Regions from separate parts of the Mus musculus genome. Here region 1 is linked to region 2. Evidence: chromatin contacts called from public HiChIP or PLAC-seq data. All regions are on one chromosome and are shown on one strand. Each heading gives the region's core, a stretch centred on a gene start, on an enhancer-like site or on the middle of the called end of the contact. The rest is flanking DNA. Distances are from core to core; before and after follow the strand shown. Region 1 overlaps Sh2d6 (SH2 domain containing 6). Region 2 overlaps Kcmf1 (potassium channel modulatory factor 1).

Region 1 (7,421 bases), core at 529-3,028, 350 kb after region 2:
AGGGTCAAGGTGAGGGCAATGAGACCATCTGAGAGGAGGGCAGAAATCTCCAAGGACCTTTCTCCCCAGCAACTGGCTTCAGACCTAGACAGTTGCCCACCACTCAGCTTCCATTGAGAGAGGCCACAGCCAAGGACCAGGCCTAAAGCAGTTCTCGCCCAGCTCTGGAAGCCCGAGGCTGGCCAATAGCATAGCATGCTGGTGCAGTGGCAGGCTCACAACCAGACAGCAGAGCGGCGTTTCAGTCTCATAGCGTGGGGGGAAGAAAAAATATCTAGAAAAATGCCAGCCAGCTCCCCTGCCAGGCCCTACAGTTGCCTTAGAAAGTTGTTGGCAGACTGAAGCCTAAGGGACCCACAGATGCCCTGCCTGCCTTATCCAGCTCTTCTCCTCTGTGGCCGCCATGGTTCAGCATTACACGAAGCACCCCCTGCCCCTTGTGGACGGACACAGTGGCAACCGGGGACTCACCTACCTGCGCTTCCCCACCAAGCCCTGAAGAAACAGCAGCACACAGATCCCCCTCAGGCACGTGATGTGTGCCCCATTCACTTTCTCTCCCACTTTAGGCTGTTTTCTTTTCCCTGCCTTCCTCCACCCCAAAAGCTCTGCAGGTTCAAACTGAGAGGCATGAAGATGGCCACCTGGGAGGCTGGCTTCCTCAGAGACACTGCCTCTCCTTAGACTGACTTCTTGTGTGTGGTTTGCATCTTCTGGGAGGAACTAGGTTCCCAGCACACAGTATACTTTCAATAAACATTTACTGACTGAATTCTCTCTTAATACCGCACACACACCTTTTTGAGTATTATAGTAGGTACAACTGTGTGTGATCACGTGCATGGGAGTGCCTATGTCCACAGAGGACAGACTCATCGGATACTCTGGAGCTGGAACGAGGGGGTCAGGAGGTGTAAGTTTCCAAAAGTAGGTGCTGGGAAGAGCAATAATGGTTGTATAGTCCCTGAGCTATCCCTACAGCATAGGGGAGGGATTCTAGAGTATGCTGAGAATAGCGGCCTTCCCCAGAAGGCCTTATACTTCCTGAGAGGAATGGAGTAATGTCGCTGTGTGGGTCTATTTCGTAGGCTAAACTGCAGAGGAAAGGGTTCGGGCTTTTGTTCTTCTAAATTCTTCTAAATTCTTTGCCAAGGAGAAGGGCCAGGCCAATAAACTGACCTTTGTTCATGCTTGCTGGTCGTGGGCAAGGAAGGGGGGAGGAGGCTCAAGGTTTCTGGAGGAGAGAGAGGCTGATGGTAAGCATTTGATGTCTAGCTTTATAGCGTTATAGGAAGGACCCCAGGAGACAGTCTGGATGAAAGCCTAGAGGATGAATAAAGGCGCTGGGAGCCTGGGCCAGTGGATGGTAGAGGCTCTGCGACCCAAAGCTGAGCTGCCTGGCAGGACGTGGGCCCAGCGGGAATAAGGGGCTCCGGGTTGGGCTGGCAGCCAGCAACCCACAGGCTGGCCCAGGGCGGGGGTGTCTCCGGGCCCTGGCGTGGAGCCTGGAACACCCCGTGCCGGAAGCACCACGTGACCATGACTCCGCAGAAGTCTCCAGCGGCCGGGAAACAAAGGGCAGCTCAGGGGCTGCCTGGCATGGGGGCTGGCACGGAGGGCACGGTTCCCACTGGTGCCATGCTGCACCCCAATACCTCTGGACCGTCTCCTGGGGAACCTAGAGTCTGGCGTGACCTGGAGGCTTGTGGGATGTCCGGGGCGGAAGCCAGGGCCTAGGGATCTGCTGGCGAGGAAGGGGGTGGGGCGGGCCACGTGGGCTGCGGGAGCGTGCACTGTCGCCTCCGTTCGTCATCACCCTCCGGCAGATTACCCTCCCTGAGCTGTAATAGATGGGAAGATAATTGTCCCTGCCCAATCATCGACCTCCGGTTAGGAGGCTTAAGTGAGGGCCTTCCTGCGTAAGAGGCGCATCATGAGCCACACTCTGGCTCCCTTCTCTTACACCAGCCCAGAATTCGGGTCAATTAACTGCTACTGATAAAGCCCAGCAGGATGCAGGCTCAAGCCAGGAGTCTGATCATGGACAGCACCTGCCCAGTGTTGCAGGAGTGGGGGGATCTCAGCCTGCGGAGGGTAGGGACTCTCTGCTGCCTGCCAGGCCTGTTAGCCTAGCATTTCTTTTTACCCCAGGCCACTTCTAGGCTCAAGCAGTGGAAATGGCCTCTCTCTCCTACCATTTCTCCAGGCACCTACGGACTTAGGATGTGGGCCACTGGCACTTTGGGGTGCCCTCATCTGCTTTGAAGACAGAAAAGCCTTTTCAGGCCTTTTAAATGAGTTCTGAACTCCCTTATCGGTAAACTAAGAGCGCTTTTGTTATTGGCTGCAAAGGTACTTCATGCTGGGGCAGGAGATAGGTAGTTCTTAGCTAGCCTGGTTTATATAGTGAGTTCCAGTCCACTTAGAACTGCGTACAAACAGTCTCAGAACAAACCCCCAATACATATTACAAAAGAAAAAAAAAAAAAAAGAGGTAACTTTCATTCATTGTTCCTGCAAGAATCAGGGAAACTGTCCAGGTAGTGTGGGCAGTACCTAATTATTAGAGCCCCCATGGCAGAAATGAGCATGATCCTTAGGACAGCAGGCCATCAAGGTGGTTGGTTCAGTGTGTGGGTCAGTTTCCTGCCAAGGCTGACACAGGGTGGAAGAAGAGAACCATCTTGGCTATGTTAGCCTCTGACCTCCACATGCTGCGGCCTCCTCCCACCGTAGAAAGACACTGAAAGAGAAAAGAGCAAGGCCCAGAACTGGCTTAGCACCTCCTTAGCTGACAGATGTGTATCCAGATGTCTTCTCTCCCTGGGACCCAACCCATTCTGGCCTTCCCCACCTTCCTCTCCCTCCTCCTAGCCTTGGTCCCTGCTACTTACCTTTCACCCACCCAGAACCAACCTGTCATCCCCATATCAGATAGTCAGGACAATGAAGACAGTTGGTGACAAGTGTTGAAAAATTCATTCTATCCCAAGTTCCTCAAAGCTGACAATATGGACTCATTTTAACATGCAAGTTCAAGCCAAGATTGTCTTAAAGCTCTATTTTTTTTTTTTTTTTAAATTCAAAGACAACAGTTTTATTACACTTTGAGGTTTTGGTTTCGTTTTGAGACAAGGTTTCATGTTGCCCAGGTTGGCATCAAACTTGCTGTGCAGCTAAGGATGACCTTGAACTCCTGACTCATCTGACTCCACCTTTTGAGCATTGAGATAATAGACATGGGTCACCATGGCCAGTTTGTTCCACACTGGGGACCAAGCATAGGGCTTCATAAATGTTGGGCAAGCACCCTACCAACTGAGCTACGTCACTAGCCAGTAGTTAATTCCTTTTGAGTAGATGAATGTGTACAGTTATAGCTGGCTGGCAACCATCCCATCTTTCCAGGCTTTTTGCCTTTCTAAATGTGAAGGAATAAAAATGGCAGGGGCAGGCCTGGAGGAACCTGGGAGGCCTGGTAAGGAGTGTGAGCATGGAGGGTATGAGCATTAGAGGACACAGGGGGAGCACTCCTCCAGTTTCCTACAGCAGAGATCAGTGAGCCAGCACAGATGCAGGGAGAGTGGGAGGCTTCGGGTATTTCTGTAATTCCATGGAGACGGAAGCCTTTGACTTTCCACTGCCGACCCTGCCAAGCACTCAACCACGTTTCCTGAGGTGAACAGGCCAGACTAGAAAATTCCAGGCAGGGTCATCTGCTGAGAGAACAAGTCCTTGAGAGATACTGTGCGTGACAGATACCAAATGGTTTGTTACTGAGGACCTGAAAGACTAGGTGAGCCCAGGAAGTATGCGGCTGGGGAGGATGTGAAAGCCATGGCCCAGGCCATAACACATCTGCTGGGTTCCCAGTGTGATCTAAGTTAACCATCCAGGCTTGCAGCTGACCTGAGAGGAACGTGTACAGAAGAGTCCAAGTGTGGCTGAGCCATGCATCCTCTGTGTAGCCCTGACCTCGGTCACCCCCTGCCTCCCCTCCCTCCTTGCTTATTCTAGGAATCAAACCCAGGGGCTTGTATATGCTAAACAGGCATCTAACACTGAGAGCTGTTTTTGCTGCGATGATTCTTGTTATTCTGCCCATACTAAGCTTGAATTTGCCATTCCCCTGCCTGGGCCTCCCAAGCAGTTGAGATTACAGGCATGCAGAGATTTCCCAATTAGAGTCTGGGTTATGTTGGCTTTATTTGTTTCTTTGCCATGCATCGATGAGAAGCCAACCCAGGGCCTGGTACATGCTTAGATAAGCACTGCACCACTGAGCTGCAGCTCCAGCCCTCCTCTTTGAAAACAGTCAGTGAAGCTGTGTGTGCTGACCCATGCCTATGATTCAGGAGCTCAAGAGGTAGAGGTAGGAAGAGCTTGAGTTTGTGGCCAGCCTCAGCTTTATGGTGGTGTGTGTGGAGGGGTATTAAAAAGAAGAGAGAGACAGCAGTGGAGCAACACCTTTAATCCCAGCACTGGGGAGGCAGAGGCAGGCAGATCTTTGAGTTTGAGGCCAGCCTGGTCTACAGGGCAAGTAGCAAGACAACCAGGCTACACAGGAAAATTGTGTTTCAAAAAATAAACAAAAGAAGAGTGAAAAAAAGAAAAAGAAAACAGAGCCGGGCATGGTGGTGCACACCTTTAATCCCAGCACTCAGGAGGCAGAGGAAGACGGATTTCTGAGTTTGAGGCCAGTCTGGTCTACAAAGTGAGTTCCAGGACAGCCAGGCCTACACAGAGAAACCCCGTCTTGAAAAACAAAACAAAACAAAAAAGAATACAGTGAATGCCTGTTTAGGGTTGGTGTGAGAAGGAAAAAAAGTAATATTTAATTATGTTTAACTATATATGTGTGTGTGTGTGTGTGTGTGTGTGTGTGTGTGTGTGTGTGTGTGTGTAAAATAAGCTGATACATGCTATCAGCCAAATGATTAATACCTAGTAATAATTATAGCTATAAATAGGCAAAGCCTGGTTGTGATCATCTCTCTCTGTGGCCCATGAAAACTTTAGGTAGATATATCATAATTATTGTTTCTACTGGCTACTGTCATTCTTTTTCTGATAAGACAACATACACAGACACACACACAGAGACACACACACACAGACACAGACACACACACACACTTGGGAATCAGAAGGCAGGTAAACTTCAGAGAGTTCAAGACCACCCCGGTCTACATGGTGCTTTTTCCTTAATGCCCTCCCAGATGTGAGCTACAGATTTCCATTAATACACATTTATCTATCTATTGAAAGGAGAACGTATTAGGTGGATGCACAGGGAACTGCATCTTTTTGAAGGGCAGGGAGGGGGAGTGGAGAAAAGCCTGGAACGACTCAGGTAAGAGGCCAGGATGCCGGGGCAAGCTCTGGGCCTGAGCCTGAGGGCTTCGGAGGCCTCTGTTTCCACTGGACATACCCCTGTGAGGCACTGCTGCAGGATCAACTTGGAAATGTTCAGAGCCCGAGCAGAACCACATTCCAGATCCTTAGGTGGTTTTGTTCTGCTTCAGGGAGGAGTAAATCTAATAGGAAACAGTGAGCAGATGTGTTTGCAAGCACAAAAGGCTTCTAGTGCTGGAGACAGGCTGAGCTCACCCACCCCAGGCCTTGCATCAGCTACAGGGATGACTGCCAGGCTTGGAAATTAAGGCAGAAGGCTCCCAGGAGCCTCCCTGCCTTGCCTCTTGCTCTCAGTGAGAGGGAAGCAAAAAGGAGCAGAGAAGTCAGGGTCTCTTTAGCCAGTCCATTTCCAAGTCACTCACATGCCGAGTTCTCGGGAACCCAGGCAGCAAACAGCCTGCGTGATCACACAGGCTGAGATCTCACGTCAGAAGCCTCTACTCCTAAAGCCAGAGATGCCTCTTAGGCTGAGCGGGGAACGTTGAGGCAGGCTCCTCCCTAGCTCATGGCAGCACACGGTTGTTATTCTGTTGTTTGATAGAGATACTAAGGGCTGGGCATGTAGCTTGAGGATAAAATGCTTGCTTAGCATGCACAAGGCCCTGGGTTTGATACCCAATACTACAAATAACCAAACCCAACAGCAGTAACAAGATCTCCACCAACAGTGGCCAGTGACTGACAGGGGTAGGAAGTTATTTAGAGAGGGTTCTGATATGGCCTTGGCTTATTACTGCTTAGAGTTGCATGAACTTGGGGATTCCCAGGGATACCTGGTTCCAGTTCTAGGCACACCCAAGCAGTTAGTGGCCATACCGACTTCTAACGTCAGAGCCATGTAAGGTCTTCCCACTCTATCCAGTTCTACCTGGAGTATACCCTTTTTTTCCTCAGCCACCTTTGACCTTCTCTGGTAGCCTTACACCCACTTTCTTGAGCTCTTCCAGCATCCCCAGCTGTCTAGACCTGTGGGTAGCTGAGTATGAATGCCTCGTACTGGAGAGTACATCCTGTATCAACCGCTCCCACCCTTCTTGGACTGGGCAAGCTACAGGCTCATTGAAAGGGCATCTAAAGAAAGCACAACTCTCTCTGCCCCAACCTTGAACCAATCCCTAGAACTACCGGAATCTTATTATTTGTTTATTAGATGTTGAAATTGTATGGTATTACACTGCAAAGGCCTGTGACACCAACACTCTGACAGTGCAGGCAGGATGATCAAAAGTTAAATTCAGTGTTGCCCTCTGCAACACAACGTGTTTTGGGTGGTTTGAGTGAAAATGGCTCCCATAGGCTCACAGGGAGTGGGACTGTTGGAAGATATGGCCTTGATGGTAGGTGAGGCCTTGTTGTATCACTGGAGGTGTGCTTTGAGGTTTCAAACGCTAAAGCCAGGCCCAGTATCACTCTCTCTTTTCCTTCTGCCTGCCAATCCAGATGTAGAACTCTTGGCTCTTTCTCCAGCATCATGCCTGCCTATGTGCTGCCATGCTTCCTGCTGTAAAGATAATGGAACAAACCTCTGCACTGTAAGCCAACCCCAATTAAATGATGTCCTTTATAAAAGTTGCTGTGGTCATAGTGTTTCTCCATGGCAATAGAAATCCTAACTAAGATAGTGTTCAAGGCCAACCTTGGCTCCTATCTCAAAAAAAAAAAAAAAAAAAAAAAAAGGTGTGTGTGTGTGGGGGATGGGGTGGGGTGGATGCAGGGATAGTTTAGCCATGAAGAGTGCTGGCTGCCCTCGTTCAGGTTCCCAGCACCCACATCAGGCAGCTCACAACTGCTTGTAACTCCAGCTTCAGAGATTTGGATGCTCTCTTCTGGCCTCTGAGGGCATCTGCTGGCATGTGCACATATCCTACAGAGACAAATAATTTAGAACATAATTTTTAAAAGTCTATTAAGCTGGGCGTGGTGGCGCACTCCTTAATCCCAGCACTCGGGAGGCAGAGGCAGGCAGATTTCTGAGTTCGAGGCCGGCCTGGTCTACAAAGTGAGTT
Region 2 (6,630 bases), core at 369-2,868:
CCATTCACTATGGGCCAAGCATTCAAACATGTGAGTCTATGGAACCATACCTATTCAAACCACCGTACCCCAGTATCCTGAATCTATTACGTGGTGTATATATTAGTCAACAGGACACAATATGTGACAGAAGCAGTCAGTGTAAGGGAAGTGTGGCAGTTTGGATGAGAATGGCCCCAGCAGGCTCGTGTTTGCATACTTGGACCCCAGTTGGTGAAGTGCCTGGATTAGGAGATATATGGACCTTTTTAGCAAAGGTGTATCACAGGATGTGGCAGGGTGGCCTTTGACGTTCCAAAGCCCTCGCCAGGCCCAGAGACTCTTTTCCTACCTGCCTGTAGGTCCTCCTGGGGATCAGATGTAAAGCTCTCAGCTATTCTCAGCTACCACAGGTGCCTCCATACTTGCCATAGACTAAGCCTCTGAGACTATAAGCAAGCCCCTAATTAAATGCTTTTATTTATGACCATTGCCTTGGATTCAAGTGGTAGTGTCACAAGCCTTTAATCTCTCCTGGGATTGAGTGTGCACTTGCTGATAGGATCTGAACTCAGGTCCTTCAGGTGCTAGCTCCGAAGGCCCTAACATTTTTTAAAATTGTATTTAAAATGTCTTTGAATACATTTTTACTAATTTCTTCCTAAAAGGCTTCCTGTCTTTGATTAGATTTATTCATAAGCTTGGTTTTTTTTCTTAATGGTCTGCCCTTTATTGTGGCACTAAGTATATTCCATTGTTATCCTGATCATTATCCATCTTTAGAATTTTCTCATCATCCCAAAATGGAACTCTACCCAGTAGACAGACACTCCCTATCTTCCTCCACCCCCTTTCCCTAGCCCTTGATAACCAACTGTCTTCTTTCTCTCTGAATTTGACTAATGTAGGTAGAATCATAAACTGCTTTTTAAAAAACTGAATGCCTTTCTATTTTGGAGTGAAAAAATACCATTAATATATTATTAAGGTTCTATTTTCTCTTTTTTGTTTGTTTGTTTTTGTTTGTTTTTCAAGATGTATTTATTCATTATATGTAAGTACACTGTAACTGTCATCAGACACTCCAGAAGAGAGCATCAGATCTCCTTACGGATGATTGTGAGCCACCATGGTTGCTAGGATTTGAACTCCGGATCTTTGGAAGAGCAGTCAGTCCTCTTAACTGTTGAGCCATCTCTTCAACCCTGTTTGTTTGTTTTAAGGCAAGGTTTCTCTTTGAAGTCCTGCCTGCTCTGGAGTTGTAGACCAGGCTGGCCTCACAGAGATCCACCTGCCTCTGCCTTCCAAGTGCTGGAACTAAAGTGTGCAGCACCACTCACTGTCTAGCTGACCTGTTCTGTTCTTTCTTATCTAACACACTGGCCCAGTTGAGTTCAGCTATATGTGCTTTCTGCATAAAAAAAGTATACACATACAAATAAGGGCATTTTCTATTGTTAATCCTGCGCTTTGACTTTTCAATTAAAATTTTTTAAAAATTTGAACTCTAAACATTTGATTTAGTATAGATCTCCTATCTGGCTCTTGAAGTACCCCTACTCCCTGTATCCCACCCCTCATCCCCCACCTCCCTTTAGGCAAGGTCTCCCTTTGTGGCACTGACTGTCCTGGAATTCACTATGTAGAGTAGGCTGACCTACACAGTGCCCCCTCATTTATTCTTTGTTTAAACATACTAAGAATTGTTGTGCCGGGCGTGGTGGCACACACCTTTAATCCCAGCACTCGGGAGGCAGAGGCAGGCGGATTTCTGAGTTCGAGGTCAGCCTGGTCTACAAAGTGAGTTCCAGGACAGCCAGGGCTATACAGAGAAACCCTGTCTCTAAAAAACCAAAAACAAACAAACAAACAAACAAAGAATTGTTGTACACCTTTAATCCCTGCACTCTAGAAGCGTAGGCAAGTGGATCCCAGTGAGTTCAAGGTCAACCAAAGTCTAGCTGCACAGTCAGACCCTGTCCCCCACTCTTTGTTATTTAGGAGTTCAGAAAAATTGTTGCACACCTGTAAACATGTAATCCCAGCACCTTGGAGGTTGAGGCCGGAGGATCATGAATTCAAGGTCATTTTGGGCTTCCTACTGAGACATTATGTAAAACAAAAACTGAAGAAGAATTGGTATTTAAGTGTTTGCTGTTTGTTTCTGATATGAACTTACAGTCTGATTGTGGTTTCTTTGTGTGTATTATAGTTTAAACGTATGTAGTTCTTAGGATTTTATACCTGCCAGATAATTGGTGGCATTTTGAGCCATATAGACTGTGAACCTATAGAAAAAAAGCATGTAACTACACCTTTTCTGAGATCACAAGGCACTTTTTAACAAGGGCTTTTACACTTCTTGAAATATTTGGAGACACCTTACCCCAGTAGCATCTTATCATCTGGTGGCCTAAAACTCCCTAAATTTTGCCCCTCCCGCCACCCGTCTTGAGGTCCTCTTCATTAGGATTGACCTTTCTGAGTAAGGAGTTTTCCACACTGCTCAGATTACTGTGTTTTTTACTGTGTTGTTGCTGGTTGTTTTTGAAAGGCTCTCTGGGCCAAATGAGCCCTGAAACATTTCCACACTGACCCTTCCCAGCCGCTGATTGAAGGTGCTTCTTCTTGTTTTATAGGTGTCAGCTGTGATGCATGTTTAAAAGGAAATTTTCGAGGTCGCAGATATAAGTGTTTAATTTGCTACGATTACGATCTTTGTGCATCTTGTTATGAAAGCGGGGCAACGACAACAAGGCATACAACTGACCACCCGATGCAGTGCATATTAACAAGGGTAGACTTTGGTAAGTTCATAATGCAAAATCAATTATTATCATTTAAGGGGCTTCTATGGGTATGAAAAGCAAAAACAAAACATCCTGAAACTATCCCATAAGCACCTCCAAGAGTTCAGATTCATTCAAACTAAAATCATCTTCCCTGTGTCCTTCTGTCTCTTGATTACAGTTTTCAGCCCTTGGAAAACTCCACAAGTGGTCCAGAGTGCTACTGAAACAAGCAGTGAAATCAGGCTGGGCTGTTGCTAATAGCCCTCAGTAAGAAAAGCTGTCTGCTTCAGGCCTCAATTATTTAACTAGCCAACACACTTACTATTGTCTTTGATTATAGCCTTCCTGATGGGCATGAAGCACTGGCTCAAGTGGGTTTGATTTGCAGGTCTGATAGATAATGACCCAAGCATTTCTTCTTAATGCTTATTAGCTATTTGTGTATTTTTTAGTAAAATGTTCAGACCCTTTTCCCATTAAAAAAAATTTACATGTAATGCCTATTACTGAATTGTAACCAATCTTTATATATTAGACACATGTTCCTTAACAGATAGATGATTTGCAAAAATGTACTCCCAATCTTTAGTCTTCTCACTTTCTGGGTGCTGTACTTTAAAGTACTGAAGTTTTGTTTTAAAATGCCTTCTTTGTTCTTTTTAATTACTTTGTGTTCAGATGTCATCCTAACGCACATAGCCCAAGCTAAATCACTGGGAAATATGTCTTCTGAGGGTTCCAGTTGTGTCTGATTTAGATCTTTCATGTAGTTAAAATCTTTTTGTTGTTGTTTTCATTTTTGAGACAGGGTCTCACTCACTGTGTAGCTAGATTGGCTTCAACTTACAGAGATGCCCCTGCCTCTAGCTCCTGAGGGCTAGGATTAGAATTTGGTTTTTCACTTGGAGCTGAGGTAGAAGGTACCCAGTTGTTCTGGGTCATTGAACTATTATTTATTAATTAGCTTTCTTCTTGCTTAAAATAAGTTGACCATAAACAAAGGCTTCTGTAGGACTGAGTCTTTTTAATTGATATGTGTGGCTGCTCATGACAGCTCATGACAGTCCAGTGCTGCTTTCACTTCCAAAGCTTTATAAAACCTTGAAATTTCTGGGTGTTTTGATCTTGTTTCCATTCAGACTTGTTTTGCACATTCTGGGTCCCTTCAGTTTCTTTGAGTTTTAGAAACACTGACAATTTTTTTTTTTAAACCAACTAGATTTTGATAGTGATTGTGTAAGGTTTATAGATTTGTTTGAAGAGTATTGCTATTTTGGTATGCAATCTGATCATGAATATAAAATACCTATTTATTTTAGGACTTTCACTTTTTTCTATAATTACCAGAAAATAAAATATATCTTTTTCATTGAACATACTCCTAAGTGTTCTTTGACTGTTGTAAATAAAATTGATTTTATCTTTGGGTTGTTATGTTATTTAAAAAAAAACAACTTTTATATATAAGTTATATAACTATGTTGCTAAATTGGCTTAGTTCTAATACTATAATTAGTTCTAACCTAGTGGATTCTTAGGACTTTGTTTTATTTCTTTCTTTCCATTGGATACTTTTAATTTACTGTAGTAAAAGCCTCCAGAGAAATACTGAATAGAAGTAGCAAGAGAAGAGACCCTTGTTTTGTTCCTCATCTCAGGAGAAAGACATTTATTCTTATTTATTCTTTTACAAGAAATATCATGGTTGTGGGTTTGCCGTTTATTGGGTAAATAAATTATTTTTGACATTTATTGTTATTTGTTTGGAGTTTTGTTCTGCTATGGGGTGTTTGTTTTTGAGAAGGGTCTCAAAGGGTCAGTGTAAGCTGCCTGGATTTGCTTTGTGGCTGAGCTTGGTCTTGAACTTACTGCCTCCTCTTCCAGGTGCTGCTGACATTTCAGGCACATACTACCATCTGTCCTTGCCATTTTCCCCCTTTTGGCTACTAGAAATCTACCTTGGAAGTCTTATACATACACACACATATATCCACACCTGCATGCACATATACACATATATATCAGTGACACTTTTAAGACAGAATTTCTGAATTTGAGGTCAGCCTGGTCTACAAAGTGAGTTCCAGGACAGCCAAGGCTACACAGAGAAACCCTGTCTCGAAAAACCAACCCCCCCCCCCAAAAAAAAAAAAAAGTGAGTTCCAGGACAGCCAGGACTATACAGAGAAACCTTGTCTGGAAAAGCAAAAAAAAAAAAAAAAAAAAGACTCAATATCTCTTTCCCACCCTTCCCCTGATTTTGTTTTAGGCAGGGTCTCTTGAGAGGTAGACAACAGACAGCGAAGGGGATCGGGGCTCTAGGACTCTCTTTGCAGGCACATTCCCAGTGGCCTCATCTCTTTAACCTGCCCTTGTCTCTTTAAGGTTCTGCCACTTCCCAGGAGTACCACTGGCTTTGAGGAACACTCGGAGCTTAGGGAGATGTACTTGGTTTGTTTTCCTTACTTGCTATCTAGAGAAACAGAAATTAGAAGAGTGTCCTAAGTTTCATATGGAAATAAAGGTTTTATAAATGTTAACAGTTATTAAAACCTCATTGAAATCAAGCTTCTAACTGTAATCTTAACACTCTTAAATGCACCCTCTCACACAACTACACTCCTTTAATCCCAGCGGGGCAGGCAAATTTGTGAGTAAGCCAGGGTTACAGAGTGAGATGAAATTGTCTCCAAAATTAATTAACTTAAAAAAAAACAAAACCCAAGACCTTATAAGAGAGTAGATTTATTGCTATTTCAGGCCATAGCATATTCGTCACACTCTTGTGGACCGTAACTGTATTTGTATGTTTGAGAAGGAGCATGGGTGATCTCAATGCAATTCCACTTTGTTTTCCAGATTTGTACTATGGTGGGGAAGCTTTCTCTGTAGAGCAGCCACAGTCTTTTACTTGTCCCTATTGTGGAAAAATGGGCTACACGGAAACATCTCTTCAAGAACATGTTACTTCTGAACACGCAGAAACATCAACAGAAGTGGTAGGTGAAGTATTTTGCTAAAAATGATGACATATGTTACTCTTGATGTTGCTGAAGCTAGGCACTGTCATCCTCCTGTATGGTATAATGACTACTTATATAGTAATAAAAATTACTTTCAACAGCAAATTTTAGAGCCCTAGGATGCTGCATTTCTTCAAGATACACGCAGGGGTGCCTCATCAGAGGCAGTGGGAGGTTGAAAGGGCCCAGCCAGCCGTCTTCTGCCTTTGTAAAGGGTTCTTGTTATTGTTCTGGGCTGATTTTTTTTCTTCTATGAGGAGCTTTTTTCTGGGGGAAACTGCAACTCTTTACTTGTGTACTAAGCATTCCTGGACTGTGTGTACACCACAGGCCTTCCTTCAATTTCATCAGATTGCGTCTTAGCTTCCCAGGTCAGAACTCAGTGCTTCTCAGTTCTTCCTTTCTGATCCCTCATCCCACACTCCCCCATGAATGACAAAAAGCCAATAGCTAGAATAAAATATGAAGTCTAAACTTGAAAACTTTCAACATTTTTTACTTATCTCACATTTGAGTCACAGCATGCCTCTAACTTTAAGCAATGGTAAATACACCCAAAAGAGACTTCAGAAATGAGTTCATTCAAGATAGTGGTTTACAGAGAGGAACAGATCAAGGAGACTAGAGAGGGAACAAGAAGGAAGAGACTAAGGGGAAGGGAAGAGATGTGACTATCTCGGGTATATGAGCAGCTCTCGCACGCCCTTGGTAACATTAGGTTAAGCCAAGTGTCTGTGTAGCTGTAGATCCTGATTTTTGGAGAATTTGCATACACCTCATAATAATTCTCTATATATATTTAAAACATTTAGCATTCAGAGAAATGAAGTAGTACA

What was found. HiChIP or PLAC-seq counts read pairs in DNA pulled down with a chosen protein or histone mark.
Region 1: a contact with region 2 is called in an H3K27ac HiChIP or PLAC-seq map of embryonic stem cells, with 6 read pairs. The contact joins two enhancer-like sites.

What each region holds. Positions count from the first base shown.
Region 1 is chr6:72,507,003-72,514,423 of GRCm38.p6, reverse strand. Sh2d6 (SH2 domain containing 6) reads left to right here. Exons shown (of 12, transcript NM_001374030.1): 12 at 383-783. The coding sequence ends at 499. Among named protein-coding and RNA genes, the nearest start is that of Sh2d6, 9.3 kb to the left of the region's middle. Within about 2 kb of position 1,778, at least 398 of the 459 cell types and tissues checked have an H3K27ac peak or open chromatin away from gene starts, as enhancers often do. A contact at or near this core is called in embryonic stem cells, where this site is marked.
Region 2 is chr6:72,857,914-72,864,543 of GRCm38.p6, reverse strand. It overlaps Kcmf1 (potassium channel modulatory factor 1), which reads left to right. Exons shown (of 7, transcript NM_019715.2): 2 at 2,619-2,786; 3 at 5,631-5,770. Among named protein-coding and RNA genes, the nearest start is that of Kcmf1, 39 kb to the left of the region's middle. Within about 2 kb of position 1,618, at least 7 of the 459 cell types and tissues checked have an H3K27ac peak or open chromatin away from gene starts, as enhancers often do. A contact at or near this core is called in embryonic stem cells, where this site is marked.